2 separate regions of the Zea mays genome follow, and region 1 is linked to region 2. The links are chromatin contacts, called in public Hi-C maps. All regions are on one chromosome and are shown on one strand. Each heading gives the region's core, a stretch centred on a gene start, on an enhancer-like site or on the middle of the called end of the contact. The rest is flanking DNA. Distances are from core to core; before and after follow the strand shown.

The links. Hi-C and Micro-C count contacts between places; a contact is called where the count stands out from the background.
Region 1: a Hi-C map of tassel shows a contact between it and region 2, with 3 times the contacts expected there. The contact joins the promoter of LOC100277450 here to the promoter of LOC100281114 in region 2. A contact is called at or near these places in 3 of 25 Hi-C or Micro-C datasets (ear, endosperm and tassel).

The regions. Positions count from the first base shown.
Region 1 is chr9:111,059,850-111,062,549 of Zm-B73-REFERENCE-NAM-5.0, forward strand. LOC100277450 reads left to right here and starts at 1,377. Exons shown (of 1, transcript XM_008661654.4): 1 at 1,377-2,254. The coding sequence starts at 1,657. The coding sequence ends at 1,926.
Region 2 is chr9:110,752,710-110,755,409 of Zm-B73-REFERENCE-NAM-5.0, forward strand. LOC100281114 (B-box zinc finger family protein) reads right to left here and starts at 1,307. Exons shown (of 1, transcript NM_001154033.2): 1 at 210-1,307. The coding sequence starts at 1,169. The coding sequence ends at 501.

The sequences.
Region 1 (2,700 bases), core at 127-2,626, 310 kb after region 2:
GCTTCGTAAACATATCTAATATAGGTACATAAGAAACATGTGTATAAGATTAAGACCTAGACTCTATTTGTTCCTCTATCCTAAATATAGAGAATATTTTCTCCTATATAGTCTCTAAAAATATCCTCTAAAACTCTCTCTAAATAGACACTCCACTCATCCTCTATCCGCGTGATTGGTTTCAGTGCCCACGAGTGCTAGGCTCGTGCCGACCTAGACTAGCAGAGAAGCCTCCTCCCCGTATACCCACGCGTGCAAGCGGGAGCTAAAAAATTAACTGTGCTGCATGCGCGTGAGCAGACTCGTCTCATCCTAAGCAGGGGACCAATCACGTGCACGACCATAGTCAATGCACCCGCTGAGCCTGCACATAGCCGGCCGGGCTACCAATCACATGGTATATGTATGGACTTTCTCTTCTCTCCTCTAATTATTTTTATATTTTAGATAACAAATTAAACAAAACTAAAATATTATGTGCTTTTGATGTAGAGAGGACAATATATAGATAATGTTACTAGAGAGAAAAATTAGATAGAGAGAAAGAAACTTTTATAAAAATCTATAAAGGATAGATATAGAGACAACTGTTCATTTGGATTTAATCTGTACCGGTTTCTACTGCATCTACAATATTTTTGTTTCTATAGATTACATCTACATCAGTGCACAATTGTTTTTAATTCGAAGCTAACAGTCCTAAGTTTCCAATGTAAAAGATAGACATCCTGGGGACTGGGGACAGTATACATGTACGGGCACGGTGTGTGGGACACAGCCACACAGGCATGATGATGATGAGGTTGGAGAGTGGAGACCCAGGTCATGCAACGACGCGCACCAATTGAAATGAAGGACGTGGGATACTACCCTGCCCAGTGCCCAGGCTAGCCACTACGCCGCGCACCCCCACAGGCCCTCACAGCGCCAAGCAGTACATGTGACCGGTCCAAATAAGCCCAAGCAAAAGCGGCCCGGCCGGCGCGCGCATCTCCGCCGCGTCCTCTTGTCCAGCTGTCCCCGTCCACCGCGCGCCGAGCCATGCAAACGCAGTTTGCTTTGCCGCCCCGCGCGGCCGGCGGCCCTCACGTCAACCCGCACTCGACGACGACGCCACCACGCGCGCGCGTGTTTCGCCCCCTCGTCCAGTCGTCCGATCGGCTCTCCACGCCCGCAACGACGACGACGACAGAGTCGGCTGACGAGAGCCGCACTGGGCACGCAGTGCGGTGCCCACATACGACGGTAAATCCCAGCGAGAGCTCACGCGCACGCCGCCGTAAAGACAGCCACGGCAAGTCGGCAACTGCACCAACCACAGAGGCAGGAGAGAATTAATTGCGATAACCCCACCGGCGTTAACACGCGAGCCCCACCGGCGCACAGCTCGCTCGCCGGCCAGCGCGCGCTTGCTGCACTGCACGTACGGTACCCCCGGCACAGCACCCGTGACGTGATGTTTGTCCTTAGCAGCTAGCTAGCTAGCTAGCCCAAAGAAGCACCGAGCGAACACACACGTCGTCCTGCCTGCGGTCAAGCACCTGCGAGAGGAGAGCCTCAGCTAGCTAGCTAGCTGGTGTGTCCTATACTCGTATTGTACGTCCCTCACAGTCACATAGAAAGAGAGAGGCCGGGATCGATATCGCGATAGGTACGATGGCGGGGATGGCCGCGGCCGCAGTAGGGTCGGCGTCGTCGTCGTCCGGCCCGGCGGTTATGCTGCTGTGCGGCAAGGCGGAGAAGGTGCTGGGCGTGCAGAAGGCGCCCGGGAGCTGCCCCTACTGCGGCGGCGTGGTGGCGGCCACGGACGTGGAGGCCGAGTGGGCGCTCTGCTGCCTGCCGCTCTGCCGCAGGACCAAGCGGAGGTTCGCCTGCACCGCCTGCGCCAGGCGCCTCGTCACCTACCCGGCTATCCTGCATGACTAGAATAGAAGAAGAAGGTCGACGACGTACACCATCGACGGCCGGCCGGTTTTAATTTCCTTCTACTATCTTCATTCGCGTCTTCACCTCCGGCACTACTCCGATCTCCAGATCGACCAAGTCATCGAGAAGAGAGGTGCATTTGGTGGTCGCCCGTTTTGGTAAGAAGTTGAATTCGAACCTGAACCTCTGTTGCCAAAGTGCCAACTTTAGCCTACTCCACCGATTTCCAGCGCGGACATGCTCTTGGCGTATTTGCTAGTATATGCTAGTATATGAGATCGAAGGCCCGTGGTTAAGCTATCCGAGGATGTTCTTTTATTTTCACTCATTCGCTGCCGACAGATGGATTACTTGTTCAGGGAAAAAACACACAAAAATGCGCCTTTTTTTTTTTTGCCATCACCTACATACGTACCGTCTAGAAGTACGGTGCTTGGTCCGTGTCGCCTGACGCCGACTCTCGATCAGGGGGGAAAACACACAAAGAAAGCGGTTTTTTCTTTGCCGACACCTACATACGTCTAGGTACGCCGGCCGACTCTCGATAGCCAGATCGCACGGTAACCAGAGTTCACAGCGGGCCGATCCAGGATTTCACAACTGGGTATTCCACCTGCATAATTTTTTTTGATCAAATGTGCAATAGTAACAAGCAAAGCACAACTTTTGAGTATTGTCTCTAATAACTAAGAAATATTACAAACATCAAAAGTAGTACTCCCTCTGTCCACGTAAGCTCATCTTTTTAGTTTGTTCTAAATCAATCATTATTAA
Region 2 (2,700 bases), core at 57-2,556:
TTGTGGACCTGGTTCAAAATCTCTAGGTTCTTAGTTCCACACTGTCAACACTTACATCTAAACATATAGATCACATAGGATGTAGAGTTTTGTCAACACTCTATTATATGTGTGTGCATATTGTTTTGTCAACACTCTATTAAAACAGTTTTAGGCATATAACCCCATCTCTCTCGTATAATTGATATCATGATGTCACACCTCGAAGCTGAAGTATAAGATGCTTTATCTTCTTTAGATTTATGTCTAGATATATATCATGTAATAGTGATGCGGATAATTGCAGTTTAGCGAACATTGTGGGCACCCGGGCACCGCATTTGGAGCCACATTAGCTCACAAGTCTAATCAATACTTTAATATATGCTGTGTCTCCTATTCTAAAACCACAAGTTTTGTTGGGCCTTGCGCAAAACAAACAAGGTCCACAAATCCCGAAGTCTGTGTCCTCCCATTCGTTCGGTTTCGTTCTTCATTTCATCAGCGAGCACGAGAAAAGATCAAGGACGTGGCGGGCTGGACTTGGGCCCGGCCCAGGCGCACTCGTCCCAGCCCTCCGCCGCGGCGTCCGTGTCGGCCTCGTCCCCCCGCCCGCGCGCGCGCGCCATGGACTTGGCCACCGCCACCACGAGCCCCGCCGGCACGTGCGCGCACGCCTCCAGCCGCCGCAGCGCCTCGCCGTGGCCGTGGCCGCCGCCGCCGGTCCCGCCGCGCCCCGCCACCTCCCGCCACAGCGCGGCGGCCATGGCGACGCGCGGCGCGACGCGCGCGGAGGCGAGGCCGTGGGCGTGGGCCCGGAGCGCCCGCGCCGCCGCCGCGGCGCGCCGGCGCGCGTCCGCCGCCGTCAGGCCCGTCCGCCTGGCCCACGCCTCGAGCACCGCCTCGCCGCGCGAGCGCGGGCCCGGGCTGCCGCCCCCGCGGGTCCGCCGCGGCGGCGGCGCCGCAGAGTCGACCGCCGTGGACACGCAGGAGCTCGCCCCGGACTCGTACCCGCACTCGTCCGGCGCCGCGAGGAGGAGGCGCGTGCGGCGGTGGCGCGACGCGAGGAAGTTGGCGCCGTGCACCTTGGCGTCGCAGGCGGCGCAGAGGAAGGCCGCGTCCGCCGCGCAGTGCACGGCCGCGGGCGCGCCGCAGAGCTCGCAGCGGCAGCCGCCGCGGTGGTGACCCATCGGCGGGTCTTCCTCCTGTCCGCCTATATATATATGATTTGGCTCCTGCACCGACGGCTCGATGGAGCGCTTGACGAGCGAGCCGCTCTCGATCTTTGGAGGTGATCGATGGAGGGCGGAAGCGAAGCGATTAAGCGTAGCGAGACCGAGAGCTAAGCGTGGCGCGTATTTAAGGAGCGGTGGCTGCCGGGTCCGGGTGGCTGGACGGACGCTCGCAAGTCGCGGCTGTGTGCGATCGACCGTGCAGTCCGGACATGAGAGCTCTCCCTGTGCTGTGCTGCACAAGTGGTTATAGTTACTCCAACCGAGAAGGAAACGATTGGATCCTATGCGGGGGCACGGGACACGCTCGCTGGCATGGCGGTCGGCGCCTCTTCGTCATCGTACGTACGTAGAGTGACCCTCGTCCACAGAAACCTCGTCGTGCTCGAAACAAATACTATTCTTGCACGTTGCACCAAAGGCGGAATTGCCTTTCGGCTTCCTTTGCCTTTGCCCTACTGCGTGCGCGTGGACTCACCCTCGCTGGTAAAACAAAGCGGTGGTGGTATCTACCGTCTTGTCTTGCCTCGCCTCCGAAAATATCCGACCACAAGGTCGACCGACGGACACGGTGCCGCGCTCGACACGACGCTTGTATTGTATGTATGTACGTGTCGACCGGCGACCGGCCGGGCAGGTCAAAGTCCGCACCAACTGGTGGCTGTCCTCTCCGCCCACTGATGACGTGCCGGTGGTAACGGCTCGCATGAAACCCAGGCCACATCTAGATCTCGCGGCCCTGCGTGGTAAGTACGAATCTAGGTGCTGTTTGGTTCACGAAATGTAACATAAAGGCTAATGGTAATGGTTTACACTCGATTACGGGCGGTAACAAATTTGAATAGTCCGGTATCAATTTTTAGTATGGTATCTGATTACGGTTAGACTAAAACAAACATGATTTAACGTTATCAATTAACCATTACGTTACAAATATTTGAACCAAACGGTACCCTAGATGGGTTCTCTGATCCTGGGCCATCGTACTCTGTCTGCTGGTGATGATTGCTTTGCTTTAACGTGCCTCGTAATCTCACGAGTTCGTCGCCTCTCCAACTTTCCAAATTGGGGGTATGTTGGCATAAATTATAACTGTTTACTTGGTTCGATTAGAAAAATTGTCTAAATTAGCTAAAACTAGCATACTGGTTAGCTAACAACTAGTTAAAAGCTTTTTTATTAAAATTAACTCTTCTATATAGATATACTAGAACTAATTTAGACTAATTTTTAGCTTAGCTAGTGATTAGTTCCCTTTTGGTAGGGCTTCTTCAACGACTTTTTGCCAAATAGAGTGTTTGTCCTTACTGAAAATAATGAGGAAGCTATTTTTCTTAGAGGAGTGAAGCTGAAACAGCCCTCCAAACGGGGCTTAAACATGCCTTGTACGAGAGATATTATTTCAGATTTTCGGACTGTTACGAGAACCCTATAGAAGATCGGGCGACGTGGCGGCACCTCGTCGGCGGATCAGATTCGGCCCAAGGGA